Linked DNA regions of Mus musculus: region 1 is linked to region 2. Evidence: chromatin contacts called from public HiChIP or PLAC-seq data. All regions are on one chromosome and are shown on one strand. Each heading gives the region's core, a stretch centred on a gene start, on an enhancer-like site or on the middle of the called end of the contact. The rest is flanking DNA. Distances are from core to core; before and after follow the strand shown. Region 1 overlaps Lrch1 (leucine-rich repeats and calponin homology (CH) domain containing 1). Region 2 overlaps Rb1 (RB transcriptional corepressor 1).

Region 1 (2,786 bases), core at 31-2,530, 1.7 Mb before region 2:
GTTTATGTGGTATGGTGTGTCCTACAGTGTCAGCATTCCTGACCTGGTACAGAACTTTAGCGTAGTCCTGACTTAATGCCCTTGATCTCTGCAGACCACAGTGACAGTTCAAAATTGCGCCATCAATAGACTGCCTACCTTGCCTCTTTAGACTGTTTTCGTTTTGCTTTTCCACGTCTTCGGTCACATGGTCCCACTCTTCACTGCTCTATGGAATTCTGCACGCCCAGTTCATATTCCGTGTAGCCACTGGCCTGTCGGAAGCAAGCCACCTCCCTGTCAACCTCTTCTTTTGCATCGGAGCATTGACTCATATGTCGCTCCAAGGCGCATTAGTTAGTGCCATTTCCTCATGCATTTTGTATTTCTTTATTTTTTTTTCCCCTTTGTGTATAAGTAGCCTTCCCTCACAGTGACTCCACTTCCATGGTTTTTGTTAACCTGTGGCCACCTGTTGTCCAAAAATATTAAATGGAAAATTCCAGAAATAAATAAGTCGTAAGTCAATCACTTAGTAGTCTTTTTTTTGGTAATCTGGCGAACTGGTGCAGTGTAACATTAGTGTACAGGTATCCCTTATGTAGTAGTGTGAGTCTCTGTCAGCATACCTTTATCACCCATCTCTCTTTGTCCTATTTGTCCTATTGTATGGGCATTGTGTCATCTTATATCGGCACTAAGAGGATGAATATACTACAGTAGGATATCATGTAGATATGTGTGTGTGTGTGTGTGTGTGTGTGTGTGTGCGAGAGCAGTAAAGACAGACATTGCCTGAAGAGACTGTCTTGTAAAGGGGGTATGTTGGGGGTGGCACCTCAGGTTGTCCTCTGGCCACGACATGTGCAAGCAGGCATATGTGCACATATACCCCGCAAAAGACCACATTTATTACAGTATTTTTATCATTAATTTTTTGTAATTATTCCTATTTTTAATGACGTCTATTTGTGAGTGTCTGTGTATGGGTAAGTGCACTGTGAGAGCAAGCACCTAAGGAGGCCAGAGGTGACATTGTTACAAGAGATTGGGAGCCTGAGGTGGGGTCTGGGAACTCAACTCAGATTTTCTGCAACAGTAGCAAGTTCTCTTAACTGTCAAGCCATCTCTCTAACCCCTAGTAGTTACTGTTTCTTATGTCCCACTGTGCTTCATTGGGAAATTACGCCTTAGCATAGGCATGCATAGACAGGAAGAAGCCTTCTGTAGACAGAGTTGAGTATTAGCTGTGCTTTCAATGACCTACCAGGGGCCTAGGATTGTTTCCATCTTAGAAAAAAGGGGAAGTGCTGTGCTCTCCTCAAGTTTAAGTTTCTTCCTCCTTGACTGGCTCATGAGAGTGGCTAGACAGGGACTTTCCTGATTGTGTGTGTGCATGTGTGTGTGCATATGTGTGTGTGTGTGTGTGTGTGTGTGTGTGTGTGAGAGAGAGAGAGAGAGAGAGAGAGAGAGAGAGAGAGAGGTGTATGTACATGCATATGTGTTTGTGTATGCCTTACAGATCTCTCAAACCAGAATAGTTCGATAGATTCCCTTGCTTATCTGCCTTCTCTTTCTTGCCTTGAGACTCTGAACTTTCACTTGTTATCTTGAATCTATGGTGAGGTTGTCCCAAACTTGTGCCTTGTTAGTCAGTCTGCTGTCTTTTCCCCAGCCAGCTTTATATGACATCTGTAAGTCAAGTGACTTACAAGGAATTCTGGAGGAGGTGGACAAAAAAATTCCATCAAAGCAAATAGTGGATAAAATAGCTGGTAAAAATGAACTCTGGTGTGGTGACACATGCCTTTCAGCTCAGCATGCAGGAGGCTGCAGTAGGATTTTTGAGCCTAGCCTGGGCTATGTTGCATGTTTCAGGCTAGTTCAAGCTTTATATAATGAGACCTGTCAGCTAACAAGAAGTCAAACAGCAAATGCTTGTCCAGCTTTGGGGAAAAGGGAACCATTATTCATACAGTATTGGTGGGAATGTATATTAGCATGTCCATTATGGAAATCATTGTCCTCAAAAACCAAGGAGGCTGGAGGGATGGCTCAGGGGTTACGAGCACTTACTGCTCATGCAGAGGACCTGGGTTCGGTTCCCAGCACACCCATGGTGGTTCACTACCATCTGTAATTTCAGTTCCAGGGTATCCAACTCCCTTTCTGACCTCTGTAGGCTTTTGCACGCATGTGGTACACATATGTACATGCAGGCGTAGCCACATACACATGGACTCTATAAAGATAATATTAAAGTAATCCCTTAAAAAAACCCATGAAATGGAACTAGCATGGATTTAGGGAGTTCACATCCCTGTACAGCAGAGACACCTGCATGCCTGTGTTTACTGCCGTGCTATTTGTGATAGCCAAGGTATGAATCAGCTCAGATGTCCATCAGTAAGATGTGACAGATATACATGAGTATGGTGTCATACTCAGCTGCCAGGCAGGAAAATGGATGGAACTGGAGATCGTGGTAAGCAAAATAAATGAGGCTCAAAAGATAATTTGGCTTGTTTTCCCCTCATATCCAGAATCTAGACTTTTTAAAAGAGGACTTGAAAATAGAGGGGGCATGTTTGAGAAGGGGGAGGGGGCCATAGTGAGGGTTGGGAACCAGCAGGGGGCTAGTAGGGGCTTGAATAAGTAAAAGCACATGCATAAATGTGCACACACATGATAATGTTTGGTGCTCATTTTTTTTTTGTTAAAGTTCATTAAAATCTTTTTTTTTAATTTAAAAATTTGTTAAGATTTAAAATTTTTATGTGTGTGAGTGTTTTGTTCCCATGTGTGTT
Region 2 (2,700 bases), core at 25-2,524:
TCCTGGATATTTTCATATTCTTAATAATATTCTTGAGTTGTGCTTTGGGACACATTTAAATTGTAAGTAGCTTAATTGTTTTGTACTCCCTCCCCTCCCTCCAGCTTTTTCTTTTTCTTTTTCTCTTCTTTTTTCTTTTTTTGTTTGTTTCTTTCTGATTCCAGAAACTTTTTCTAATTTCCCCCACTATCCAAGAGGTGATCTTGTAAGTACTTTACCTGCTGCTGCCTGTAGATGGATCATAAGCTCGTCTACTGTGGCAGGTAGGAAGCAGTTTGGACTCCAGCAGTGCCTCTGCTCCCCCAGGGCTTCTTCGTCTTTAGTCCTGGGGAGTTATCTCATGGGTGTGGACTGCTGTGCCCCAGCTGAAGTGGGTCTCCACAGACCTGCTCAGCTCTGTTGTGTGAATCCTGTCCCCTCAGTGCTGTTGACTTGTGTTTGTTGGGAGCCAGTGGGTTTCCATTCCCATCATTGTCTGTCGGTGTTTCGGCTAGGATACTTTCCCTGCAGTGGGCTGCAGCATGCTGTCTCATGGGACTCTCGTGGGCCTTTGTCCTGCTGCTCACCATTTGAGAACTGTTTTTTTGTTTTGTTTTGTTTTGTTTTGTTTTGTTTTGATTTATTTATTTATTTATTTATTTATTTATTTATTTATTTATTTCAGTTTTGTAGTTGTTTAAAACCACAAAATCTGGTTCTTGTTCTCCAGCAGGGCTGTCAGTTTCTAAGTGAAAGGCTTCATGATTGGTGAGATCCATATAACTATGATGTCGAAGTCCCTGAGGACTGTTTAGGACAGTGTTTCTGTGGGGGCTGTTCTGGAGTACAGCTGACTCTGTGGAGACACCGAAGTGCTAGTAGTTCATTATTTCCTCTTAATACTATCTAGAAAACCACAAGAAAGTTGTGTCTGTAAATACTGACAGACGTGGCTGACTCAGTCACCAAACACAAGGGAGTTTGCTTATGCAGCTAATTTGATTACTATGTTCTTATACATTAGTTTTGATCACTATACTCTTACATATAAAGGTTAAACATTTTTCTTGTCAGTTCTTTCCCCAGATATTACATGAAGCACAGTATTATACACCAGTACTATGGTAGTAAGTGACTCAGCCTGTTTGAGTCCTGATTTGGTAGCAAACTCACAAACAGATTTTTGAGATGTTTTGGTATCTTTTGAAAAGTCAGTGTTGACAGGAAGTGAACACAAAAGGGAGAAAAGCCTGTGGCTCTGTAAAAGCCAAGGAAGGAGCCAAAGAAAGAACCTGTATTGTCTGGTTCCGTGGTGAATCATTAACCTCTGGTGCACTGGGCACAAAGGTTGCGTGCCTGCCTGTGCTATTGGCTGTGAAACAATACGCTGGCTTTTTTTTTTTTTTTTTCTTTTTAAGTTACAGTTTACAAAGAATTGTGCCTTACAGGAAAACAATTGAATTGTGAGATAATGATTACTTGACTTAGTAACTTTTAAAACTGTGGGTTAGGACAATGACACAGCGCAGGCCATGTTGACAGTTACACAAGAACCAGGGGACTGGAATGTGATTTTTTTCTACCATGTGATTTTTTTTTCTTAAAATCAATTCTTTCTGAAAACATATCTTACCATGATCCATTTTCTCTTTAATATCACACCTCTATTTTCCACAATTCACTGTTATGGTCTTGGGTAACTTGGGAGACTTGACTTCACAGTCAAAGTGAAAAATATTTTATTTTGTTCAGAATACATTGTTGATACTGGCTGAAATAGGGCTCAGGGATATTCTAGGTTGTGTGTCTCTGACAAAAAGAATTACTTCATAGTTTCTAAATTATTTAAGAAAAGCCCTTTTTTTTTCCCAAGACAATACCGGGCCCTCATTTTCCTCTTCTTCTTTACTTCCTTTCTCCTTCTTTCTGCATATCAGCCATTTGGAAAGAACTGCAGTTGCCCAAGTGAAAGAAACAAAACATGAGAAATAGCCCCAAGCCTCCAAGGAACTTGTGATCTAGTAGAGAAGTGAATTACAGTGCTGTGCTGAGCTATGGCAAAAAAAAAAAGGAAAAAAGGAAGGAGGAAAGAGGGAGGGAAGGAAGGAAGATGACAGACCAGTAAGAGTCAAACTAGTGAGCACACATGGATGAGAGACTGCTTACAACAGATTTGGGAATGTGCAGCGATCGAGGATATGAAGGTGGCCCTAACAGTTACCTAAAACCCAGCATTCAAAAGCTGCAGCAGCAGTTTGTTTTCTGAGTTCTAGGCAGGCCTAGGTCACAGAAGGAGACCCTATATTCACAAACTAATGCACAAAGCAACCCCTCTGCAAATTACTCCTGATGAAGATGAAAAGCCAGCCATGAGTAAAAAGGAGGTATTTTATACAAGGGAAGACAGCAGACAATTTTCTGCAGTAGCTTTGTGTGCTAGTGGGGTGGGAGGGTTCTTGGAACAGTCTGTGCCTCCTTCTCTCACAAAGCCTGCTTTAGTACTTTTGCTCTCACGCTGACGATGCCATTGCAGACATGATTATGTTAGTGCACTGGAGGACTCATTCACTAAAGATTGCTACAGGCTTTTGTGTTTGCTTTTTTAGTTGTATTAGATTATATGTGTGAGTGTTTTGCTTATGTGTGTATATATATACCACTTGTGTGCCTCATGCCTGTAGAGATCAAAAGAAAACATCAAGTCCTCTGGAACTGGAGGTT

What was found. HiChIP or PLAC-seq counts read pairs in DNA pulled down with a chosen protein or histone mark.
Region 1: a contact with region 2 is called in an H3K27ac HiChIP or PLAC-seq map of microglia, with 7 times the contacts expected there. The contact joins two enhancer-like sites. A contact is called at or near these places in 2 of 39 promoter capture datasets (liver and stem cell-derived epiblast-like cells) and 2 of 115 datasets of contacts at active chromatin or transcription factors (astrocytes and microglia).

What each region holds. Positions count from the first base shown.
Region 1 is chr14:74,935,540-74,938,325 of GRCm38.p6, reverse strand. All of the region lies in intron 1 of Lrch1 (leucine-rich repeats and calponin homology (CH) domain containing 1), which reads left to right. Among named protein-coding and RNA genes, the nearest start is that of Lrch1, 11 kb to the left of the region's middle. Within about 2 kb of position 1,280, at least 85 of the 459 cell types and tissues checked have an H3K27ac peak or open chromatin away from gene starts, as enhancers often do. A contact at or near this core is called in microglia, where this site is marked.
Region 2 is chr14:73,252,220-73,254,919 of GRCm38.p6, reverse strand. The region is part of intron 17 of Rb1 (RB transcriptional corepressor 1); the gene reads left to right. Among named protein-coding and RNA genes, the nearest start is that of Lpar6, 16 kb to the right of the region's middle. Within about 2 kb of position 1,274, at least 121 of the 459 cell types and tissues checked have an H3K27ac peak or open chromatin away from gene starts, as enhancers often do. A contact at or near this core is called in microglia, where this site is marked.